2 separate regions of the Sus scrofa genome follow, and region 1 is linked to region 2. The links are chromatin contacts, called in public HiChIP or PLAC-seq maps. All regions are on one chromosome and are shown on one strand. The core of a region is the stretch at or near the end of the contact, and the rest is flanking DNA. Distances in the headings are between cores, read along the strand shown.

Region 1 (5,576 bases), core at 147-2,646, 170 kb before region 2:
TAATTCCAAGTGGCTGCTTTCCAAAGCTTTCCCTCCACTCAGATAAATACATTCACTCAAAGTACAACACCCAGGAAGTTCCCATTGTGGCTCAGCACAAACAAATCTGAACAGTGTCCATGAAGACTCAGGTTCAATGCCTGGCCTCACTCAGGGGTCAAGGACCCAGCATCGTTGTGACTGCAGTGTAGGTTGCAGACTCGGCTTAGATCTGGCGTTGCTGTGGCTGTGGTGTAGGCCTCAGCTGCATCTCCAATTCTACCCTGAGCCTGGGAACTTCCATATGCTGTGGGTGAGGCCCTGGAAAAGCAAAAAACAAAAAAAAAAAAAAAAAAAAACAAAGTATAAAACCCATACTAATAACCTCAAACTTAAAATATGACATTGCCAACAAGACAGAGCGCTCCACATGTGGTCAAACAGGTACATTAGACATTTGGTCTAATTTATTATCTCCATTCCATATACTTCTATTATTCTTTTTGTTTTGTTTTGAAGAGTCGCCTCAAACCCAGGCAGCACAGAGTGCAGAGCTCTTCTAGATCCAGCCCCTCGCCATCTCCTCTGCACATCTTCCACTCCTCACACGCTTGCACGACCCGGGCTCCCTCTTAACATCCTCAGACCTCCAAGTCTCTACTGCCTTCAGGCTTCCTGAACAGCTGTCTCTTCATTCGGGAAAGTTACTCCTCTCCCCTTTGCATGGAGCGCTCCCCATCCTCCTGACCCCTCCCCAGGCTAGATGAGGTCGCCCCATGGCTTGGTCTCATAGCACGCTGTATTTTTATGGAACTTCTTCTTTATCGTAATCATAATCAACCACTTGGTTAAACATGTTTAACTCCTCGTTATGGGTTGAACTGTGCTCTATTCATTAAAAAATATATATATATATATTTGGAAGTCCTAAGCCCTGGTACCTTACTTGGTGACTTTATTTGGAAACAGGGTCTTTGCTGGTGTTATCAGATGAAGGTGAGCTCTTTAGGGTGAGTCTTAATCCAATATAACTACTGCCTTATAAGAAGAGGAAAATGCCCCATGAAGACACAGACCCGAGGGAAGGATGCCATGTGATGACAGAGGCAGAAACTGGAGTGACATAGCTGCAAGCCAAGGAATACTTAAGATTGGCAGCCACCACCAAAGCCAGAGGAGGAAGAGGGAGACTTCTCTGAAGGCTTCAGAGGAGCATGGCCTTGCCCACTCCTTGATTTGGGGCTTCTAGTTTTCAGAACTGTGTGACAATACATTTTTTGTTATTTTAAGACACACAGTTTGTGGTACTTTTTTATGGAAACCTTTGAGAACTAGTATACTCCTTTATACTAAATGTTTCTGGAAAACAGGGTCTATCTATTACTCGCATGCTGCATTCCCTGTGTACACACAGGGACTAAAACATAGAGAGGAGTGCAGTACACATTTGTTAGGTGAATAAATGACTCATACTTGGTTTGTCATCAACTAAAACCCTCAGGTATTTTTTTTCTCAATGATATATACATAGACTATCTATATAGCCATAGCAATGCCAGATCTGAGACAAGTCTGTGACCTAATACACCACAGCTCATGGCAACACCGGATCCTTAACCCACTGAGAGAGGCCAGGGATCGAACCCTCATCCTCATGGATACTAGTTGGATTCATTTCTGCTGTGCCACAATGGGAACTCCAATGTCACTGCAAATTTAGCAAGCATGACTTTTATCTTAACCCAAGTAAATGATAAACACTGTTAAACGTGACAGGGCAAAGGACAGAGTACCATGGCATGCCATCAAGAATGTCCCTCCAAGCTGGCATCAACCCATTAATCAACACTCGGGGTACATCATGGAAACAATGGAAGATCCACATTCTTCTCCAGCTTACTCTAAAGTTATCACAACATACAGTATTAAAAGCTTTGCTGAGATGATAATATATTACATTTAAATTTCCAAAACCCATCAGTCTCATAGCCTTGTGAAAAGAGGGTATGGAGTTTCTCAGGCAAAACTATTCTTGGTGAACTTATGACACCTTTTGGAAATTGCTTACTTCTTTTCCAAGTACACACCACACATTCCTAGAATTTTGCTGGTAAACTATATCCAGCTCCCTGATCTGGGGTTTCCAGGATCTATAGTGGCCTCTATTTTGAAGAGTAACTGCCTCTTTAATTTCTGCTGCTCCCTTTCCTATACTTCAGGGGGCCTCCAAAATGACAGATGGTCACTCCACCCTCATATCTGCTCATTATTTAATTATCATGAGATGTAAGTATTCCAGGCCTAAAATTGTGAAATAGCATGAAGCAGCTATGTTCTCTCCCACTAACTTGAGCCTCAGGTTCCCTTTCTGTTCTCCCCCTTTGGTCAGAAAGCCACTCTTCTAAAGCCAAAAGCAGATCAGCCCTCCCTCAGTCACCTACTGCCACTCCTCCAAGGTCCCTTTTCTCCCACCTTTATGACTAAATATTTTGAAAAGATAAGAGCAAACATTCCGTGGCTATTTTTCATAGATTTGCATTTTATTCCTTTATCTTTTAAGTCTGAGCCCCTCAAATGAATTCCAGTGACAGCACAATGAACCCTTCTGGTTCCTCACACTGAGTATTCATATTCTGATCAAGGATGGTGACCATACCGCCATCCCTCCATATCTGCATATCTGTAGGGGATCCAATCCAGATTAGCCACAGGTACCAAACTCCCCAGATGCTCAACTCCCATAATCGGTCCTCTGTATTCACATGTTGGGCATCCGCGTTTACAGAGGGCCAACTCCATTTGTCTTTTCTTCTCTCCAAATGGTATTACTTTTTAGGGTTACTTGCAGTCCATAGAGTTCTACCCACAGTTTCTCTTGAGTATTCAGAAGTCTGATTTTTTAAAATCTAGGGTACACAGACTGAGTCCGCTAGAGGGTCATTGAGAATGTTCTAAGCAAATTATTTCCTTGTCACCGAGAGACACTTTATGATATTTACCAAAAAGTAGGGCAAGTGAAAATTCTTTGAACCTCCTAAACTCTTACTACACAACCTCCCCATTTCATTTATCTTATATCAACAAAAACCAAGTTTGTTTAAGAATCTTTCACAGGAAGGTTTCAACAAATCCCGATTGCGGGAAGGTCCCTCTTTACAAGCAGCAAAGCAGTGTTTCATCATCCACGGCCCAGTACCACTGAGTTGCTTAATGCACACCAAGCGTGAGCTGGCACACACCCAATCACTAGTGAGGCAGGCAGAAGGTGGAACTGGACCATGATCCTTTAAGGTAAGCAGCTCGTTGTCAAATTAAATCCCTGGCAAACAAATCCTTCTGGAACATCACTTATACCTCCCTTAGGACCTGCCATTCCTACAGTTCTCCTTTCTAGGACAGCTTTCTGTGAGTGTAAAGATAATTTACTGAAGAATCTGAAGAAAACACAACTACTACTAATCATTACAATGATGACTGTTGGCTACTTCCTTGTTTCATATTCTAGAGATTGTTTATTTGGTTTTTTTTTTTTAAGATTTCTAAACACTCCCTTTTCCTTCAAATCGTGAATATGTAGAACGAAAATATTCTTTCCAATGGTCTGATGAAGAGCCTCATGTAGCTTAAGACCCCCAGTGAAGGATACTATTCAACTTGAAAAGTCAAGGCAAATTTCTCTGGTGGGATGAAAGGATAACAGAAATGTAGCAAGAATATAGGGAAAATATGTGGGAAAACGGTTCCTCATTAGATTCCAACTTTAGATGCAGGGATAGAGTTTAGTTCTGAGTCATCTTTGACTCTTGCCCCAATCAATAATTTGGGGTAATTTCTCCACTTCCAAAAATTAAAGTGCTAGCCAAATGTACAGCTCAGAAAGCACAGGCAAACCAACCATGTATGCTGAGAGCTTGTTCTCAATGGAATATGTGGATCTGTATTTCCCCCCACGTCCCCTGCCATACAAACAAACAAGAAAAAAAAAAAAAAACCCTCAGGATTATATGTGAAAGGCACAGCTGTGTACCTAAATACGTAACCACTTCAGCCAATTATTTTACTCATTCCTGAAGTGGGGATTGAAGGGGAAGGGGTAAGCAAAATGCTTTTCATAGGCCCACTTTAACGGTAACAACCACAAAACAACTATTCCCACCTTTCTAGGCATCAAACAGACATTTTGGATTTTTTTGCCCTCATAAAAATGAAACACTTTAAAAATTCTAATGAGAGACAGGATTGAGATGGCAGAGTAGAAGGACTGGAGTTCACTTTTTCTCATAAAAGCAACACAATTACCACCAGCTGCTGAACAACTTTCAAACAAACAAGACTGCGAACTATCAAAAAAGATATCCTATCCTACTCTAGAAGACAAAAAGGAGGCCACATCAAGATGGTAGGGGGGCAATTATGCAATATAGGCTACACCATACATGCCAGGTGGGCAGCCGACAGACTGGAAAGTAACTGTATCACAGAGACTCACCTATGGGAGTGAGAGTTCTGAGCCCCATGTCAGGTCCCCACGCCTGGGGATTTAGCACTGGGAGAAGCAGCCCCCGGAACATTTGACAGTGAGGGCCAGTGGGGCTTGTGCACAGGAGCTCCAGGGGTCTGGGGGAAATGGAGACCCCATTCTTGAAAGGCACACACAGGCTTCCATGTACACTGGATCCCAGGGCAAAGCAGAGACTCCAAAGGAATTTGGGTGGGACCTGACTGCAGTTCTTGGAGGATCTCCTAGGAGAACAGGGGGTGACTGTGACTCATTGTGGGGAAGGACATTGGAGGAAAAGGTCTCAGGAATAATCATCAGCGTGTGTTCCTCTAGAAGTGGCCCTTTTGGAAAAACCTGTCCCTGCCCATCAGGGCTGAGAGGCTCCAGGCGAAACAATAATCTGGGTGGGAACACAGCCTCACCCATCAGCAAATGGCTGCCTAAAGACCGCCCCCCTCCCCAAGCATACAGCCACCTCTAATCTCACCCACAGACAAAGCACCACCCACTAGAGGGATAAGAATCAGCTCCACCTACCAGTGGGCAGGCATCAGTCCCTCCCAGCAGGAAAGCTACAGCAAACCCCCACACCAACTTCAGCCACAAGGGGGGCATACATTGGAAACAAGAGAGACTACAACTCTATTGTATGCAAAAAAGAGATCATACCAAAAATCTATACAAAATAAAAAGGCAGAAAATAATGACTCTGATAAGGGAGGAAGAAAAAAACTCAGAAAAACAGCTAGGTGATCTGGACATTATCAATCTCCATGAAAAAGACTTTAGACTGATGATAGTGAAGATGATTCAAGACATTAGAAATAACCTGGAGGCAAAGATTGACAAATTACAAGAAACACTGAGCAAAGAAATACAAGATTTAAGGATTAAGCAAGCAGAGATGCAAAATATAACAACTGAAAGAAAAAATTCATTAGAAGCAACCAACAGCAGAATACAGGAGGCAGAAGAACAAATAAGCGAGGTGGAGGACAGACTAGTGGCAATCACTGATGTGGAACAGAAAAGAGAAAAAAGATTGAGAAGAAATGAGGATAGTCTAAGAAAACTCTGGGGCAACGTTAAATGTACC
Region 2 (5,814 bases), core at 2,857-5,356:
TAAATATCTATGAAGTCCATCTGGTTTAATGCTTCATTCAGGGCCTGTGTTTCCTTATTGATTTTCTGTCTGGTTGATGTGTCCATTGCTGTAAGTGGGGTGTTAAAGTCCACCACTATTATTGTGTTATTGTCGATTTGTCTTTTAAGGTTGTTAGCAGTTTCCTTATATATTGTGGTGAACCTATGTTGGGTGTGTAGATATTTAAAATTTTTATATCTTCTTCTTGGATTGATTTTTTGATCATTATGTAATGACCTTCTTTGTCCCTTAAAATATTCTTCATTTTAAAGTCTGTTTTGTCTGATATGAGTATTGCTACTCCAGCTTTCTTTTGATCCCCGTTGCAGGAAATATTTTCTTCCATCCTCTCACTTTCAATTTGTATGTGTCCCTAGAAGTGAAGTGGGTAAGAGTGGTCTTATTAATGTCTTATAAGTTATTTTTTAATTTATGTACTTTTTCTTTGCCTCTTCCCAATGACAAGGATGAGCCCATCCACAGAAAATGATCAATAGTCTTGGCATGGTTTTTTTCTTCTACCTTTAAACCTATTTGTAGGTGTTTAACAAAGGGAACTTAACTTCCATTTTGACCCCATCCTCCTTAGCTCTTTTTTCATGAGGGAACCAAGGCTTTCTCAGGAGATTCTTTTGGCGTCTTAGACAAATTGCATTTGCGGTTAACATTATGATATCAGAAGCCTGAGTCATGAAAATGGTACTTAGAGATGGAAAACATATGTGAATGTCAAGCCAGCCGTTCCCAGAACAGGCTGTCAGTTTTATATGCCGTTTGCTCAGTTTGCTAAGATGATGAGAAACTGTTTTTTTACTGGAAGTGTGTATGCTATGTGTGTGTGTGTGTGTGTGTGTGTGTGCACACGCACAAGCGCCTCTGTGTGTTTTCTTCTTTGTTGAATCGTCAGTGTGCTCAGTTTTCAGGTTTAGAAATGTGACATCAAGAGAGACTGAAATACAACCCAGCTTATCTCACTGAGAAATCCCAGTCTCCTGCTTCTTTTTTTATAAGAAAGAGTGATGTCTCATGCAAAAGTCTAATACTTAAAATATAGTCCTTATCATCTTTGTAGATGAGTCATTTCTATAGTCATCAAAAGAAGCTGACACTGAGCTTGACCTTCAGCTGCCTGTGTTACTGCAGCCTCTTGATGGTGGTGAGATGCTTGGTTGGGCCTCCAGACACATGTTTAGGAGTGCTGAATGCCATCAGAAGATTAAGGAATAAATGGCATGATCTAAGAGGACTGTGAGGAGAAGTCTATTGGAGAAAAAATAGGAGGGTTAGGGGGATGGAACGAGGACAGAAAATATACAGAATGGGCCCCTCTGGGGAGAAGGAGGAGGGGTCTGGTTGGAGGAGCAGTGAGTGTGGTGGTGAGAGCATGTGCTGTCCGGCCAGACTACCCATCTTCTAGCTCTGTGACCCTCGGGATGTTCCAAAGCCTCCCTTTGCCTCAGCTTTATCATCTTTGCAGCGAGGCCCACCTGTCGTGATGACATTGAGTTGGGTCATTAGAACAGAATCTGGAGTGAAACAAGGGTTCCCTGAGTATCAGCCACATTTATGTTCACCAGAAGTATGCTTAGACTGGCCCTGCCCCGTGGTCGGCCACTAGCCACATGGGCTGCCAAGGGCTTGAAATTCGGTGGTCCCATCTGGATGTGCTGATCAGTGTGAAATGCACACAGCATTTCAAAGACAATACAAAGCAAAATGTATAAAACATTAATGTTTCACAGTCTGTGTGCTGAAATGATCTTTTGGATCTGTTGGGCAAATCTATTGTTATAATTATTTTCACTGTTTCTTTTTACTGTTTTTGGTTTTGTTTTGTTTTTGCTTTTTAAGGGCCTCACCTGCAGCATATGGAAATTCCCAGGCTAGGGGTCAAATCAGAGCCTGCAGCTGCTGGTCAGTGCCACAGCCACATCAGGCCAGATCTAAGCTACAGCTGTGACCTACACCACAGCTTTCAACAATCCCGGATCCTTAACCCACTGAATGACGCCAGGGATTGAACCAACATCCTCATGGACACTATGTTGGGTTCTTAACCCCCGAGCCACAATGAGAACTCCTCTTTTTACTATTTTAATGTGGCTACAAGACACTTTAAATGACATGTGTGGCTTACATTATATTTCTGTTGGACATTGTTAGCCCAGTTGCCTCCCTCAGTGTGACAAGGCCAGAGCAGGAAAACCAGATGCTCAATCTTTTTTTTTTTTTTTTGTCTTTTTAGGTCTGCACCACAGCATATGCAGGTTCCCAGGCTAGGGGTTGAATCAGAGCCGTAGCTGCCAGCCTACACCACAGCCACAGCCCCGCCAAATCCGAGCCGTGTCTGCGACCTACACCACAGCTCATGGCAATGCCAGATACTTAACCCACTGAGTGAGGCCAGGGATCGAACCTGCATCCTCACGGATGTTAGTCGGATTCGTTTCTGCTGAGCCACGACAGGAACTCCAGAGGCTCGATCTTATAGGGAAGGGCTCTCGGGCCTGGCTTCATGAGCAGACAGGGCAATGCAGAAAGTCAGAGTTATCCTGGCAGAACTGAGAGAAGTCTGTCATCCTTCAGCTTGCCCCTCAGTATCAGGAACTCTGAATTGATATTTTTTACTGAATCCTATAGATAGATACTGTATGAGCAGTACAATTATGACATTTATGGAGTTGTTAAAAGTTCAAGTGTTTTCAGTACAAACATTTATATATTCCATGGCTTTTTCAACTGTTTTGTTATTTCTTTTTATAACACTGTAAGCAGCAAAACATGGCAATGGCCTGGCCTCTGTGTACCTCTGAGAGGCCGTCACAAATTCCAGCTTGACATGCATAAACAAATTGAGTTCTTGATGTCTAAGGAATTAATACATTCTTTTTTTAAAAAAAATTGAACTGTAGTTAATTTACAATATTATGTTAGTTTCAGGTGTACAGCAAGGTGGTTCAGCTATACACACACATACTTTTTTTTTTCCTTTTTTCTCTATCTTTTTAGGGTCACACCCTTTGCATATTGAAGATCCCAGGCTAGGGGTTCTGCAGCTGCCACCCTACGACGCAGCCACAGCCACTCGGGAATCCAGCTACGTCTGTGACCTGCACCACAGCTCACAGCAATACAGGATCCTTAACCCACTGAGTGAGGCTAAGGATCGAACCTGGGTCCTCATGGATACTAGTCGGGTTTGTCGCCACTGAGCCACAGTGGGAATTCCTATATATTCTTTTTGAGATTCTTTTCCATTATAGGTATTACAAGATACTGTTTATCAGTTCCTTATGCTATACATTGTGCTTGTTGTTTAATCCCTTTTATATATAGAGGTGTGTATCTGTTAACCCCATACACCTTATTTATCTTCCCCTCTTTCCCTTTGGTCTCCATAAGTTTGTTTTCTATGTCTGTGAGTCTGTTTCTGTTTTGTGAATAAGTTAATTTGTATTATTTTTTAGATTCCACATAAAAGTGATATAATATTTGTCTGACTTACTCACTTAGTATGAGAATCTCTAGGTCCTTCTGTGTTGTTGCAAATGGCATTATTTCATTCTTTCTTATGGTTGAGTAATAGTCCATTGTATATATGGACCATACCATCTTCATCCATTCTTCCGTCACTGGACACTTAAGTTACTTCCATGTCTTAGCTGTTGTAACTACATGTATGTTCTTCATCTTTTAAGCTCCATATTTTATGTGGTCTGAAGATATATTTGCTTTCAAAAGCAACTCAGAAAAGCACAGAATAGAGAAGGCCATGTTCCAAAAGGACAGAAGCTCTTGCAGAGTTGAGTTCGGTTGCCCGAGGTCTTCTTGTCTTTACTGGGAGGAAGTGGGTGGCCCCAGCACAGAGATGGGGTGCCCCGGAAGAGTCCAGGGGTGAGGAGTTAGGCTGGCCTCTCCAGCCCAGTCAGGATGCTTTGAGGGAGATTTTCTTTTGGCTTTGACCTAGCTTGACTTTTTTCTCCCTTTTCTTGCAGTGAAATATGAGGAGTTATACTGCTTTTCATTCAACCCCAAGCTGGATAGGGAAGAAAGGGAACAAGGCTGGATGCTCATCGATCTCAGTGAAGAATACAAGCGAATGGGCTCCTCGATAATTACTGGCAGCTCAGCGACGTGAACAGAGATTACAGAGTGAGTACGGAGGCATTTAGTGAAATGCAGATACTTAATCCAGATGAAAACATGATTTTCACATAGCTCAGCAAGACTCCTCTTTCATCTCCTTTAGTTTTGCTAGCTCTTTCTAGGTGCTAATATGTGGATTTCCAAGTGTCCTTCGGTCATGGTCAGCTCTGTTCCCTACCTGCGTGCAGCTGGAATCAGGAAGTTTGAACGAAGCAGCCTTAGAGAGCATCCCCTCTAATGGTGGAAGGACTGGAAACCTGGAGAGGCCCCAAAGCCACCCTCTCAGCCAGGCATTTCAGGGGAGAGCTGGCCAGCACCTCCCTCTCCCATCAAGTCTTTTTATAGCCCAGTGAGTGATGAGTGGGGATGTCACAGAGGCTCTGATGGCAGTTTGGCACCAGCCCGTTTCTGTACTCACTGAACTCTTGATTGGTACACAAGGTCACCAGGAGGCTTCCCCAGAGAAATGTGGGGAAACACGTCTGCAGTTACAAGGGAATGGGAGGCGGAGGGAAGCATGCATGGCCAAACTGATTCCATAGTCTCCTGATGGTGGACTCACAAATCACTGTTGCTTCTCCTATTAATTTTCATTTATTTATGTATTTATTTGCTTTTTAGAGCCCCTTCTGCAGCATATGGAGGTTCCTAGGCTAGGGCTCAAATCGGAGCTGCAGCTGCCAGCCTACGCCACAGCCACAGCAATGCAGGATCTGAGCTGTGTCTTCAACCAACCCCACAGCTCATGGCAATGCCAGATCCTTTACCCACTGAGCGAGGCCAGGGATCAAACCTGCATCCTCATGGATGCTAGTCGGGTTCGTAACACTGAGCCACAATGGGAACTCTGGTCTCCTGTTAATTTTTCAAGTGTTTTCAGTAATAAAAGTACAGTAAAAGCATTGCAGAGAATTTTCAAAAGAGAGAAAGAAGAAAAAACCTCCACCATCCCATTGCCCTAACATTCTTCTAGTAGGTTTTAAATGTTTTATTCAGTTTCTCTTTTCTCACCTGCACAGTTTAATAACTTTTTTCTTACATGGTAATGCATTTCATTCTTTATGGTTGGAAAATATAGAGAAAAAAGAACCGTTCAAATATATACAACAAAAATGGAATCATATTACAGATGCCTTGCATTTTACTTTTCTTCACATAGCATATTATGAATGTTTTCCTGTCAATAAATATATTTTATATCATTTTAAAACATGTAATATGACATAGTATGGCTATATCCTAGCTATCTAATCTCCTTTTAAGGAGATATTTATGTATTATTTTTAGGGTATCATTTAATCCTCAGAAGTTTTGATTTGTTAGTGTTTCCTATTTTGTGTCATGCTTTTAGCATATTGTTTTTTAAAAAAATCTTGTTATATTTGCTAACTTTTGTCCCAGTTTATGCTATACAATTTCCATAGTTACATTTTTACTAATTATGGTCATTTATAGTTTTATTATAAATCTTATTATCTAATAGGTCAGGTCCTTCTGTGTCCTTCTCCTGAATATCTTGAATTTAGAGATTATTGGGGATAGAATGGCCACTTTCATGATACTGGATTTTCTTTGTAATTGCACTTATGTCAAACAATCACAATCTTATACTGTGAGTAGACATTTGGGTTCTTTTTGTCTCAATCA

Evidence for each region. HiChIP or PLAC-seq counts read pairs in DNA pulled down with a chosen protein or histone mark.
Region 1: an H3K27ac HiChIP or PLAC-seq map of skeletal muscle shows a contact between it and region 2. The contact joins two enhancer-like sites. A contact is called at or near these places in 1 of 47 Hi-C or Micro-C datasets (brain) and 1 of 2 datasets of contacts at active chromatin or transcription factors (skeletal muscle).

Annotation. Positions count from the first base shown.
Region 1 is chr17:5,226,876-5,232,451 of Sscrofa11.1, reverse strand. All of the region lies in intron 1 of SLC7A2 (solute carrier family 7 member 2), which reads right to left. Among named protein-coding and RNA genes, the nearest start is that of SLC7A2, 38 kb to the right of the region's middle. Within about 2 kb of position 1,396, at least 3 of the 83 cell types and tissues checked have an H3K27ac peak or open chromatin away from gene starts, as enhancers often do. A contact at or near this core is called in skeletal muscle, where this site is marked.
Region 2 is chr17:5,060,528-5,066,341 of Sscrofa11.1, reverse strand. It overlaps MTMR7 (myotubularin-related protein 7), which reads left to right. Exons shown (of 15, transcript XM_003134197.6): 4 at 4,017-4,127; 5 at 4,130-4,173. Among named protein-coding and RNA genes, the nearest start is that of MTMR7, 59 kb to the left of the region's middle. Within about 2 kb of position 4,106, at least 2 of the 83 cell types and tissues checked have an H3K27ac peak or open chromatin away from gene starts, as enhancers often do. A contact at or near this core is called in skeletal muscle, where this site is marked.